Linked DNA regions of Mus musculus: region 2 is linked to region 1. Evidence: chromatin contacts called from public HiChIP or PLAC-seq data. All regions are on one chromosome and are shown on one strand. Each heading gives the region's core, a stretch centred on a gene start, on an enhancer-like site or on the middle of the called end of the contact. The rest is flanking DNA. Distances are from core to core; before and after follow the strand shown. Region 1 has its middle 25 kb from the start of Tnfaip3. Region 2 has its middle 13 kb from the start of Gm40607.

The links. HiChIP or PLAC-seq counts read pairs in DNA pulled down with a chosen protein or histone mark.
Region 2: an H3K27ac HiChIP or PLAC-seq map of double positive thymocytes shows a contact between it and region 1, with 5 read pairs. The contact joins two enhancer-like sites. A contact is called at or near these places in 14 of 484 Hi-C or Micro-C datasets (B cells, ECoMG-derived neutrophils, the G1E-ER4 cell line and 7 more), 1 of 115 datasets of contacts at active chromatin or transcription factors (double positive thymocytes) and 1 of 9 other capture datasets (adipose tissue).

Annotation. Positions count from the first base shown.
Region 1 is chr10:18,987,178-18,994,436 of GRCm38.p6, forward strand. No RefSeq gene overlaps it. Among named protein-coding and RNA genes, the nearest start is that of Tnfaip3, 25 kb to the right of the region's middle. Within about 2 kb of position 4,029, at least 10 of the 459 cell types and tissues checked have an H3K27ac peak or open chromatin away from gene starts, as enhancers often do. A contact at or near this core is called in the P5424 cell line and double positive thymocytes, where this site is marked.
Region 2 is chr10:19,226,960-19,234,263 of GRCm38.p6, forward strand. No RefSeq gene overlaps it. Among named protein-coding and RNA genes, the nearest start is that of Gm40607, 13 kb to the right of the region's middle. Within about 2 kb of position 5,077, at least 8 of the 459 cell types and tissues checked have an H3K27ac peak or open chromatin away from gene starts, as enhancers often do. A contact at or near this core is called in the P5424 cell line and double positive thymocytes, where this site is marked.

The DNA.
Region 1 (7,259 bases), core at 2,779-5,278:
GTTCAAGGAGATTCAAGGGCTCCTTTGAGCCGACACAGCTGAAAGCCAGGAATTACTGAAGAAGACAGACAGAGCCCTGCTCCTCCAGAGGTCAGGGCAGCAAGCAGCCTACCATCTTGCATAGTTTCATTTGATCAAGTTATATCAAAGTGAACTGGTTTGACACCCCAAAAGGGTAACTTCCACTAGCAAAAGTCATACTGCTATATAGAACAAAGAAAAGGTTACTTTGCTAAAAATCTTTTGAATCAAAAGGAGAAGACAGAATTTCCTCCAATCACAAGGAACCAAGAAAAAAAATCATATTTCCTGGCTGCCCACTCACCTTACCACCCCTTCCCCCGGGGTCCCCTTTAGCAGCAGAGAAAGAAATCACTGAAGAGAAACATGGGCTGGCTGAGCCAGACTTTCCCTCCCAGTGTGATTCAACCTCAGCTGGAGGAGGGGTAGGCAGGCAGCCCTTTAACTCTGTGTGTGCTGGACTGGCTTTCAGTATTAGACATCTGGAGTTTTTGAAAATTAACACTGGAACAAAAGTTACTATCATAATTTATGTCTCCTTCACCCACCTTCAGTCAAAAGTTTATTTTAGGCTAATTGAAGAAAAATCTTTTTAAAAAAGGAAGAAAGAATAAAACAATTGGGCAACAGAGTCTAGAAACTTAGAAATCAAATCCACACAAAGATGTGTTATAGTCATTACCACCACCCATGATTGATTTCATTACAAACTAAAGGAAAAATGTGTTAAGTGACAGTCCATCTCAGTAAATAGGCTCCTTCCTCTCTCCTTCCAGCATATCTACTTATTCATGCATGACTGCTGCCAAGGTGATGCAATAGTATCAGTGTAGTTGTCTTCTCTGGGCGGGATGACACATACCTGTGATTGAGCCCAGAGATAGCAGAATGCTGTGCGGTCCTTTGGGCATTAGATTACCAGGAAGAGGTTTTCCATAGGCCTCCTAGAGTATCTGAGTTACCCAAGAACCCTGGGAGGTACCCTCCATTAATCCTCAGACTCTAGGTTGCTACTTCTACCTTCTACACATGCTCCACATCTCTGAGCTAAGACTCTAATAATACATTCAGTTTCCAGTCTTCTTATCTGGTTTCTGGGAACAATGTACCTAAGATGCCCAAGTGTCCAGAGGGGATCCGCACACCAGGAGTAGGAACACCACCTTTAAGAAGGTTTGTTCGAGGTTACCGACCCACACTGTCAGGATGATGTCTGTGTGTTAGGGGACACTTAATGTGTGACGTTCACACTTAAAGGTACTATGAACTCTTTCAAGTCACCAGAGTAAAACTAACACTCTTGTTAAAACCTCAATAGACTCCTTCACCCAGTGAGGGTGACTTATGTATCAACAATATGACTGTGAAACAGCTACCATTGTCTAGAAGAAAGAGAGAGAGAGAGAGTTCCCAAAGTCCAATCTACATGAATATCACTATTATTCTCCAGCAAAAGATAGAGCATTCTAGAAGATTCTCCCAAATTGTGTGTCCTCAGGGTAATAAGGAATCCAAGTTGAAATTTTGGACAGCAGCCATCCTTTGTGTTCAGAATACAGCAGAGGGAAGTTATTTGTCACTCCTAACAGCTTGCTAGAGTCTTTCATTGTGTAGGTTCCAAGGATCAAACTCAGTTGCCAGGTTGAGGCAAGATCCATTACCTGCTAAGGTGGCTTGGTAGCCCAGGCATTGTATTTTGAAGCCACAAATCCATACAATCCTACTCATTAAACACACTTCACACAAAATGCTCTGCTGCCCAATTACATACAACATATTCCCATTCTTGATAAAGAAAATTGGTTCTGACCCTTTCTTAATGTTGATACTTACTTCAGAAAAACCTCTTGCAAGGTTTAACATTGCTACACTTATCTTTTCATACAGCATGCTTGAGAACTGGGACAGATGGACAAGAAATTCTTCAGATTTAATACTGCATTTAAAAATAAATTTAGTCTTCACTTCTTTGTTATTTATGACCAGTGCCTTTTCTGGACATGTGTGCTGGTCACAAGGGTTCTCTCATTGAAAACATGAAGTCTGGCCTTAGGGCTTGGGAGTATTATTCATCAAATATATTACTCTTTCAGTGTCTCCTGTTTGGTCTCATTTAAAAGAGTCTTTTTCACCCTCAAGTTTTCTTTTAATGTTTAAAATTTGGTTTTGACATATAATTTCCTTAGTTTGTCTAGAACTGTTTTTAGCATAAGCCAGATATTCAACTCGGTTTTATTTATAATTGTTATTCCCAGCTCTACTAAAATATCTTGTCCTTTCCCTGCTGCTAAGCTATGTTACCCCATCATAATAAGATAAGTTTTAATGTGTATATGGAATATGTGAAATAATAGTCTTAGTGATGACCAAGAAACACTAGCCAGAATGAGGGAGATACCATTTTATAACCATGTCGTTCACCTCTCTATTCTGTTCCACTGGAAATCTCTCTTTCCCTGTGCTGCATCTTTATGACTGGCTTATGTTGTCCTAGGACGGAGCCAGCTTGTTCTTGGGGTAGTATATTTCCATACAGAGCTAGGTTGCCTTTTCTAGTAGTTTCTTAGCCATGTACCAATGTAATGGGGAATTAGGTCCATGTTTTTTTCCTGACTCATTCTGTTCTTGTCCAATTTAAACACTGTAAAACTTTACTTGTTTGACTAAATAGTCTAAAACAAATCTTTATTTTCTTCTGTTGGTGAAACGCAGAGGTTCATGGTGCTGTCCAAGGGCTGTATCTCTGGAGTATTCTCCTGGCCCCTTGCCTGATGTTGACTTTAAAGGCAAGGACACTGAATTCATAGAATGAACAGTGGGGTTGCTTCTTTCTATATGGGAAGTACAAATACTTAAAGTCATGGATAGACCTTAAGAATTAAGTATAGACCTATAGTCCCTTTTTTAGTGATTATAAAAGTATAATAAACATTGTTAAAACACCCATATTATGGCCTGGAGTGATGACACACACCTTTAATCCCAGCACTTGAGAGGCAGGGGTAGGCAGATCTCTTGAGTTTGAGGCCATTTTGGTCTACACAGTAGTCAAGACAGCCAGTGTTTGTTACACAGAAAAAAATAAACAACAAGACCACAAAACAAAAACAAATAAAAATACTCATATTATAAAGGGGAAGGGGAGAAATTACATTTATATTATTACCAAAGAGAAGATATTACCATATATGTTTTGGCATACTTCCTTCTGGGATTTCTGGGCAATCTCTGTGACATGTCCCAGCTACTTTTTAAAAGATGTTTTGATTTATTTATTTTATTACCTGTGTGTCTCTCTCTCTCTTTCTCTCTCTCTCTCTCTCTCTCTCTCTCTCTCTCTCTCTGTGTGTGTGTGTGTGTGTGTGTGTGTGTGTATGTGTCCCACAGAACGCATGCAATACATGTAGAGGTCAGAAGACAACTTGTAAGACGTCTGTCCCCCCAGCCCCATCATGTGGGTCCTGGGGACTGAACTCAGGTCATAAAGCTTGGTAGAAATCACTTGAACTAGCTGGACTGAATTGCCAGCCCTATCAAAGTAGCTTCCCTTTATCTCCCGCACGAGCGAGCAGACAAGTGTGATCACATGTATAACACTTTACCACTCCTTCACTGCTTCATTAGTATTCTATAAAACAAACTTGCCTCAAAACAGGAGTTCGTATAGCTGATTTGTTAAAAATCAATCCACATTAAATTCAGTTTAGGAGTCGAGAGTGATGGCTATAATCCTAGTACTGTGGAGAATGAAGCAGAAGGATCACAAACTTGAAGCCACTTTGGGCTATGGAATGAAACCTTGTCTTATAGAAAACTAAACTAAATGAAACTAAATTAAAATGCAAAACATTTTTTTAAAAAATCCCTTTAGGTAAAATTTTTACAATATTTCTGGCGAATAAGGTTAATGTTTAAAAATTTGACATGTTAATATTAATATGTTTTCACTTCCTGTTATGTTTCAGACACCTGTCACCTCTGTTGTTCCTTCATGTTAGTCCCCACACAGCTGCTGTGACCAAACATTGAAATATATGGGTCATACCAAACCTCTGGTAGACTCTCTCGTGAGCTGATATCGAATGCAAGGCCATACATAGCGCCTGAAGAAGGCTCCAGTGTCCTTGTGCTCACCAAACTGTGTTTTCTTTCTTCCAGCCTCCACTGAGAGCATTGGGCTGCTTGTCTGGATTGATACTGGAAATTGCCATAGGAGCTCAGAACTAGGTCTCAGACAGCACTTATCTTCAAATGGTCTCAGACATTCAGTTAGCAGCAAAAATGCAATATTCCTTCTTGAAAAAAAGTTCGTATTTGTGATGAACACTTCAAATCAAAATGATAGAATTATGTTCTCCATCGAATAAACATACCTGGAGAAACCAGCTAAATCCAACTCCATAGTGTGTTTCCCAGACTGAGAGCTTTTAGGTCAAGTCCTAGGTCTTAGCTATCACAGGCTGTGGGAGTGGCATGCCAGGCTCTGGCAGGGTGCTCTCGGCAGTCCTGCATACGACATAGAAGCCAGAACGGACATTGAGAGCCCTCAGTAGTGGAAAGCCCAGCACTCATGCCACCAAGGGTCTTGTAGGTTTGGGCTTGCTTGGAGATTGACTGAAAACAAGTCCTGTGGGTGGTGACATTCTACTTCAAGTTTAGGGACATAAACTTCACTTGAGTCCCTGTCCCTAGAAACCTCCAAGTTGAGAGCATTCCATGGTCCTGAGGAAAAATATGATTAAATGAATATTTTAAGAAGATCCCACTGGCTATGTTGGAGAGGTTAATTTAAAAGAGTTGGGGCTGTATATAAAGGAGTAGCCATGAGACCTCAAGATGGTTCAGATGAGTAATCACATGATTGAAGGACTTGGTATGCCAGAAGAGATGACATTCCACATTAAACAGACCTTTTCAGGAGTTAAGATATTATTATGACTATTTCATTTTTATTAAATAACATTTTATCACATCATTTTCTGTTTCTCTGAAGGCCTAGATGGTGTGCTTATTGTATTGTTCTCATATCCACTGGCACATGTTCTGACAGACTATTTTAATGTACCTAGTATATTTATTCAAATATGTGACCTTACATTGTCTTTTTCTTAAAAGCAGAAAATTCTAATGATGGTGAATGCAAATAATTCCATCACGTCAGAGTCTGAGGAGAGAGGAATGCTGAATTCAAGGCCAGTCTCTACATAGTAAGTTCTAGTCCAGCCAGGGCTACATAGAAAAATCCTGTCTCAAAGAAACAAAAGCAAGCAAATAAACCAAATATTAAATCCTACTTAGAGAACAAAAGGGGAGCAAAGTTATGTAGATGAAAGATTTCTAATCTTCAAGTTGAATAGGCCCAACATATGTTTATGATTCTTCAAGGGACCCGTGCAGCTTATATACCTTGTGTCAGTGGTGCAGATCTTGTGGAGTCAGAATTCTTTGTGTCAAGAAATTCCTCTTCCCTCTAGGAAACATGTCCTGGCATTTTAGTTTTTATTGTTGCCATTGTAAAAATGACCAACCATTTTAAATATCTATTTGTTAAATACTATTATTAGGTATTAGTGTCTACCAGCAGCAGTTTTACCTCCCGGCCTGTTTTGGTTATGGGAAAGCTGGATGTCTTAGACTCAGATAACATCAGCCTCCTGATTGAAACACTTCTCCATATTGACTACATAAACATCAAACTGCAATCATGAGACAGAAAACACCATAAACAACTAGTAACTATCCAATGAAGACTTCTTGTCACTTCAGAGTACTGACTTTGAAAATATTAAGCTTACTGACATCTTCAGATCTTCAAGGAAGGCTCACCTCACCTCCAGCTAGCCAGGTTATATTTGAGTGCTCTGTGCTTATGTGTAAGAAAATCTAAAGTTCAAACTGATTGAAGTTTATATTCAAAAGACGGTCATGAGAAATGTGAAGTGTTAGTATTTCTTGTGTTCTGACTCACTCCCCTGGAAAAAATTATAAAACTGGAGTTTACAGAGCAATGTTGTATATATTTGTGAAACTAATATTCAACTACATGCTAATTAGTTTCACCGCCATTGACTGGTTGGAACGAGGAGGTGTGGAACATCCAAGACCTGAAGGTTTTTGAGGGGCAAGCCCTCTAGTGAGATCCGTCTCCCTCAAACCTGAGCAAAATTTCAATGAATCAGTGGAAAATATTTAAAATGAGAGCTGTTTTGAAGCAGCAGTCGGTGGGGTGGACAATGAAAGAGTTTTATTTTAATTTCTTTGTTATCTCAGAACAAAAAATCCTTTGCTTTGTTTTGAGGATTATTTACTTCTTTGCTTTTGAGACAATATTTTAGCTACCCCAGGCTGTCCTTGAGCTCCTGGTGATCTTGAATTTCTCATCACTGGCCTTCATCCCCAAAGTGTTGGGATTACAGGCAAGCACCGCCAGACCCAGTTCATATGGTGGTGAGGGTTGAACCCTGGACTCTGCTGTGCTGGGCAAAAACTCCATTACCTAAATTCTACCCTCTCTCAAGTGTCTTAGCATCAAGAAACTCTGCTTGTGGTTGCTGCACTTTCTTAAGACACACACGTGCTCCTTCCTGATTCCTGCATAGGCTGACAGTAGCCAATTGTACTTCTTAGTATAAAAAACTAACAGTGTTGGTGAGATGGCTTATCAAGTGAAGACCATTGCCACCAAGCCCGATGGCTAGAGTGTAATCACCAGAATTCACATGATGGAAAAAGATAAAAATACAAGGTTGCCCACTGATCTCCACATAAACACCAGTGGCGTGTGAGTGGGTTTCCCTTTACTGACAGGATAAGTTGTATATACACATGCACAAACACATAGTCTCACACACACACATACACACATAAACACACACAAAGCCTCACAGTCACACAGACACACACAGACACATACACACACATCATATATGTTCATACCATTGATTCGGTTCTCTAGAGAACCCCCTGCCTCATACACACACAGACTTGCCTGGAACTCATAACTTCCTACCTCAGTCTCTTGTGTAATGCAGTTACGGATGTGTATGCCACCATGCCAAGTTCAGAGGACTTTGCACAGTGCCAACATGGGCATTCTCATCCTTGGCTTGGGATGGCACTTGTAGACTTCAGATATTTTCCTTTCACAATCCAGTGAATCTAACATGCACCCAGGGTTTGGACTCACTAGTTCTCATGGAAGCAAGTAAAGTTTGTTGTATACAGTGGCAGGGCACACC
Region 2 (7,304 bases), core at 3,827-6,326, 240 kb after region 1:
TGTAGGTGTCTCAGCTAATTCTCAATTAAGCTGAACAAGACAGTCGTCTCTTCAGTGCTCCAGAATCTGACTTGAAAATCCACCATGGCTTCCTCAATGGCATGATGGGAGAGAATGACAGGTAGGCTGACATTATTGACTCTGCCTTCCAGGAACCCAGAGCAACATGAAGAAACACTACAGGCCACAGTGCCTGAGGAAACACTTACAAGCCACTGTGGTTTGTCAAACTCAGGAAAAGACTTCTCATTTTTACAAGGAAGAGTTTCTGAGACAAAAGGATGGACCATCTAGAGACTGCCATATCCAGGGATCCATCCCATAATCAGCTTCCAAACGCTGACACCATTGCATACACTAGCAAGATTTTGCTGAAAGGACCCTGATATAGCTGTCTCTTGTGAGACTATGCTGGGGCCTAGCAAACACAAAAGTGGATGCTCACAGTCAGCTATTGGATAGATCACAGGGCCCCCAATGGAGGAGCTAGAGAAAGTACCCAATGAGTTAAAGGGATCTGCAACCCTATAGGTGGAACAACGTTATGAACTAACCAGTTCCCCGGAGCTCGTGTCTCTAGCTGCATATGTATCAAAAGATGGCCTAGTTGGCCATCACTGGAAAGAGAGGCCCATTGGACTTGCAAACTTTATATGCCCCAGTACAGGAGAACGCCAGGGCCAAAAAGTGGGAGTGGGTGGGTAGGAGAGTGGGGGAGGGGGGGAGGGTATGGGGGACTTTTGGGATAGCATTGGAAATGTAAATGAGGAAAATACCTAATTAAAAAAAAAAGAAAAAAAAAGAAGAAAGAAAAATGGAGGTATGCCAAGGAGCCTTTAAGTATTGTTTCTCTTTTCAATCTATTAGAAGCGGCATTAAAAATCGCATTGTATCCCATTATGGCCTGAAAAAAAAAAAAAAAAGAAAATCACGTCAACACCACTACTTTTTATGACTCTCTCTTACCAACAGCCAACTCCAACAATTTTGGAAGAGTGGGCCATTTCAGGTTCACTCTGTAAGCTAAATTATTGAGGAGACCACAGAGGAATTAGGGATGGTAAGCACAAAGTCCCAGACAGGTAACTTCTGATGACTAGCCAGCTCCACTCCACAAATACAAGAAGGAAAGTTTGTAGACCACAGTCAACAGAAACCCTTCTTGGATGTACGATCAGGTCTAAGCCACATGCTCTTGACACCATACTCACCTATATTTGCTCCTATCTATTTGCCATACCATGCCATACTATCTGGAATGGATTCTCACAGGTCTCCTTTCCCTATTTTTTTTTTAAGGTCCCATGTGGTCACCTAAAGAAGGAATAAGTTCCATTTTGCTCTCCTACTCTGGGGTCTGCTAAGTGAGCCATGACACTTTTCCAGGTAGTTTAATCTTGGATTGAGGGATCAGGCATTCTTTTGTAAAGTTCAACAAAAGTTACTGAAGTAGAAGGCATACATGGAAAGTGCATATTTATAAAGATATTGCTCAACAGAAGTTCATCAACTGATATATCATTTGATTATACCATACCTCCCAAAAAAGAACCTCCGTGTGCTTTCTGAACTCAATCCTACTCTCAAGCGTCTCCAAACAGACATCTGTTTAACTTGTTTGTGTGTTTTGCATACTCAGATTCACGAAGTTCACATGCAGTCTCTTGGCGACTTTTTTCAACAACATCTTTATGAGATTCATTCATGTTGATGTAGGTATTGGTGTGCCATTTTGTTATTGCTGTTGCTGTTGCTGTTGCTGCTGCTGCTGCTGCTGGGTTACCTTCCATGTGATGAGTATTCTGAATTGCTTTCTCTCTACTGTTGCTATGACATGGTAACTTCTAGTTTGGGTCCATTACAAATAACTCTACTGCGCATCTACTTCCCTTCCCACAATCATACACATCCACTTTTGCTGCAGAAATACTTGGAAGTGGAATTGCTTGATGACAGGAATATATTCATGTTCAGCTTATAGAAACATTGCTTGTTTTTGCATTTGTTTTTATTTCTCCCTTTTTTCATCTTCAACATCTTTTAAAGAAGATAAAATGCACACATGCTGGCAAAATACATTTATAGAAAAAGTACAAACTTTTATAAGCTCAATGGTAAGAAATTAGCCAGCCTTTGAAACATTCCTTAAATTCCCCTGAGAGGTCTCTACAAATTTAGCTTCTTACACCTTGGTTCATGATTTTCCATGGATTTGTGTAACTGGATGTGGAAATTGCAAAAAACTGGGAACAATTTTGAGTGCTTAATGACCAACAAGTAATTCTAAATCAAGCATATAATAAATCCAGGGTCGTTAGGGAAACCCTCACTCAACCTTGCCAGTCTGTCAGGCAACATGGTCCCTGGAGCCCTACATAGTCCTAAACATATTTCTGCCATTTTGTATTGTTTATTTATGCAAAGACATATTCTCAGCATTGATAATTATAAAATAAAATATTGATAAACACTGGGGAATTTTGAAAACTCTCTACACCCTGCATTATCAAACATTCACCTCAGATTTAATACTTCATATGAAAATGAACAAGCATATCTGTCTTAGCTGCTTTTCTATTGCTGTGATAAGACTTTATTCTAACTTATAGAAAAAAAAAGAGTTTGTTGGGACTTACAGTTCAGAGGGTGAGTATAGGGGGAGGAGCTGATAGTAAAATCTGAATCCTTAATTGGTTCTTGATTTGATTAATAATGAAGGTAGAAGCCAATTGCTGGACAAAGGGTAAAGATATGCCTTCCAGGTCCCAAGAGTTAAAAAAAAAAGGTGGGGGCGGGGGGGACCCAAGGTAAAAGAGAGGGCTTTTGAAGCCATGCACTGAAAGGAAAAGAAAGCAGCAGTCATGTTAGGCCTCAGGGGCACCTAGGGCCTTAAGCCTCCAACGTGGGTGGGGTCTGAGGGGGTTGGCAGGAGCCAGCTGATAACTGATAAGATTAGGTCAGGAGATTCAGGGCCCAGCAATTGTGCTAGTAGACAAATTCTAAAACAATAAGGCTAAGTATGTGTGTTTTATCCTCAGATTCAAAGGTCTCTGGTGGGGCTGGTAACATAGCTCCCCGGAAAAGGCAGTAGCTGGTGGTTTGGCAAAGATAGCCACCTGGTGCAAAAGAGAAGCCAAAGGAAGCCTGTGGGACATGGACAACAGCTCCTGCCTTTTCCGGGTTGGGGGATGATTGTGATTGCATTGGAACAAAGGGAGCTGGAACGGGTCAGAGTGAAGGCCAAGCTCCCAGGAAAGGCAGAAGTGTGGTTTTAAAATTACACATAACAGGTGAGTCCATGACTATCATGGCAGTGAGCATGGCAGCAGGCAGGCAGGCATGGTGCCCAAATAGTAACTGAGAGCTCACACCTTGAGATACAACCATGAAATAGAGAGAGCTAGCTGAAAATGGTATGGACTTTTGAAACCTCAAAGACCTTCCCAGTAATGCATCTCCTCAAACAAGAGCACACCTCCTAATCCTTCCCAAACAGTTCCTCAAACCGGGGAATAAGCATTCAAACATATGAGCCAATGAGGGGAATTCTCTTTCAAACAATCACAATATTTACCTCATTAGTGTACTTTTATCTATTTCAGTATACTTTCATATTTTAACTTTAATGACAAAACTAAATATATGTACCTTATAATTTTAAAAATATTTTTATTATTTCTTTGATGATTTCACACATTATAGTTTGATTCTATTCATCAACCTCCACAGTCCCTTCCAGGTTCACTCTGCAGTTCACAGTGACTCAACTTTTTGTCATTTTTCTTAAATGTATCCAGTCCACTGGTGTTGACTATATACTCTTAAGAGTATGGCCATCCAGTGATGCAAGACCTAGTGGAGGCCACACCGTTAGAGAAAACTTATGCTCCCTTTTGCAGAAGCTGTCAATTATCAATAGCTCCTTAGCTCTAGGGATGAGATGTTGTGCCTCCCTCTCCACTCCATGTTGGAACTTTGTCTTTTGTAACTGCTGTGAGTTCATATGTGCAACTTCCCTGTTGTGTTAAAACAAAACAAAACAAAACAAAACAAAACAAAAAAAAACAAAACAAAACTGTAGGTCACCACCACTGGCTCTTATAGTCTTCTACCCCATCTCCTGAGGTGATTCATGAGCCTCGAGAAAAGGATGGGCTAATACATGTGGGGTGAGTGCTCTGTGGCTTCATGAGGAGTTGTGGGTCTCTATGTTTATTTTTAAAGATTTATCTATTTCATCTATATGAGTACACTGTCACTGTCTTCAAACACCAGAAGAGGGCATCAGCTCTCATTACAGATCATTGTGAACCACCATGTGTGGTTGCTGGGAATTGAACTCAGGACCTCTTGAAGAACATCGCTCTTAACCACTGAGCCACCTCTCTGCCTGTGGGTCTCTATGTTAATCACCATCTACTACAAAACAAAGCTTCTCTGTTGAGGGTTGAGAGATGCACTAATGTATACAGATAATTATAATAAGAAGTCTTTAGGGTAGGTTTAATGCTGTCTCATTAGCAGACTCCTAGTAGTTTATGACCATCACAGTAGGACGCATGATGGTAGGTAGGTGGGCATGCCTCCTAATCCTTCTTAAACTGTTTCATCAACTACAGACAAAACATTTAAACATTTGAGCCCATAACACCATTCTCACCAAACCATCACAAGAAGAAGAGTCAGTGGTGGCCTTTTTTCAGGATCTGAGTTACACAGGGCTCCCTCTCTTGAACTTTGCCCTTGGTGTCTATAGAATCAAGACAATCTTATCTTCCTGAGACATGGCCTGTGGCTCAGACCACATTCGCATCAATTGCCTAGTTGAGCAGATATCAAATCTTGCAAGTGTTGATAGATGATGCCTTCTCTCCTCGCCTCATGGTAAACCAACTGTGGGAACAGTATGTTTTTCTCAGGAGACAGTATTTGAGAGGTGCTGATTTTTAAACCTCAAATCCAGGTAACCAACTGCAGGATTTAGGGATGGTTGTAGGACAACTTGACAGGGTGGTCTGAAAGGTGTGCAGAAAGATGAATCGGGGTGGGGGGGGCAGGGAAATGAGAAGTAACTGGGGAGCAGTCTGCACAGATGTGCAAGTTTAGTGTCTCTCACAGGACATAGATAAAGGCAGAGTTCACATGATCTGAGGGTAGTTTTCAGCCCACAAGTCTCCCAAGTGAGGGCACTGAAGAGTGGACTAACTTGAACCAGACAAAACTAACTCCAAATTCCAGCAAAACAACTTAGCCAAGTGTTGCCACAGCTAGAGAGAGAGAGTATCTATAACAAAGTTAGTGAGGTCTAAAACTTAACAGGCAGCTGAAAGGATTCTAAAATAATGAAGAAAGCTGGAAACTCAGGGTTATGCTATGGGGGTTATTCGGGTTAGCTGTCACAGATAATTGTGACAGGGAGGGGGAGGGGAGAGGAGAGAGGGAAATAGAGAGAGAGAAAAAGAGAGAGATCCTCTGATGAGACCAAAAATGTCTTAAAAATGTAATGTTAGAATCCAGCCTCTGCTTAGGCCAAGCTGACTGCAGCAGGTACCAAACTGAGAGGGGTATTTGTAAATCTCTAGCTTCCTGGTTCTGGAATGTCTGTCCTGAGAAACGAGTTAACAATAAAGGGATCGAGGTACCATACCGTGCTCCCCACTCCTTTCCTTGCCTCCTGCCTAGGGATCAGAGGGTCTGGCTACAGGCTGTTGTTGTGAACTTCAGTTCTGCCGAATGTGCTCGGATTTCTGTCTTCAGAGACACTGACAGCTCTAGTGCTGGACCTGAACTCCTCTTGGAGCACCTGGCTTGTTTGTGTCTTTGGCATTAATGACTTCCATTAAACTCCTTACTCCCAGTGATCCGTTTCAGTGTCCTTCCTGAAGCCCTGTCCTACAGAAAGCCTCACTGTAGGAAACCTTCTGTTCATTTCTAACAGGATGTGCAGAGGGCCCCATAAGGTAAGAGGAAGAACGCACACCACATTTTGCTGTGGGACAACATGCCAGCTGCAGAAGTCCTCATTGTGTCCTCTGAGACCTGATATCTCCCCAGTGACTTTGGAACTGGTCACCAAAGTGACCGCTTTCCTGGCCACATCTAAGCCGAACAGCCTCCTGTTCTCAGAAAACACTTAGGAACTCCTACGAACTCCTTGGCAGGGAGGCTCCATAGCATTTCTGTGATGAATTCTCCCACATTGAGCAAAGAAGGAAGATGCCCTTCTTAAGATTACAAAGGCAGACGCTCTTAAAAAACAGAACCAAAAAATAAAAATAAAAATTGAAATGAAATAAAAGTTAACACCTTTCAATTGATAGCCAGTTCAATATTGTCAGTAAAGAAAGACATTAAAATACATATTTCCATGTCTATACTGAGAGGGGACTAGCTAAGAAGAGCGATAAATGTTCTAGAAATTTTTTTTAATTTTTTAATCCTGTGTGAAATAATGTAGGTGTTTGCTCTCTTCCACCTCTTCACCTCTCCCCATCCTTACGCTTCCTCTGTTCCTCATGGTGTCCCCCTCTGGACTGTTCACCCCCATGACCCCTGTGTCCTTCGATACATTTCATCTTCATTCACACCTAACATCACTTTATGCTGGTCTCCTTTTTAGACTTTTTAGACTTAGGAAGAGCATATCATTTGTGTCTTTCCAAGTTTGGATATCATACTTTTCCAGATTCATCCATTTCCTGTAATTTTCACTTTTCACATCTGAGTAATATTCCATTATGTATATCCAGCACATTTTATTATCCATCCACCCATTCACCATCATCTAGACCAGTTCACTTTCATAGCTACTTCTCATACATAGTAAAACGACTATGGATGTGCAGGTGCCTCTATAGAAGATATGAGGTCCTTTGGGTCCTAGGTGTGTTGTAGCTGGGTCCTGTATCAGATTTTTAATTTTTTGAGGAACCTCCACATTGATCTCCACAATGACTGTACTAAGTAGCATTCCTGCCAGCAGTAAGTAAAAGTTCCTCCTTCCCCATACCCTCTCCAACATTTGTTGTCAAATTTCTTTATAGCCATTCTGGTGTTAGTTCGTATCTCCAAGTGTTAAGCAGTTTTAAAATACTTATTGGCCACTTGTGTTTATTGCTTTAACTTGTGTCTAATTTCTCATTTCCAAGATGAGAGAGTCTAAAACTGGGAAGTCTGTTAGCTAGAGATTTACAAAATAATACTCTCATTCTGGGTAATTCATTTCATTAACTCATTTATTGACTGGCAGGTTTGATTCTGTTCTTGAATTTTTTTTGTAATTATAATTATGGACATTAGCCCAG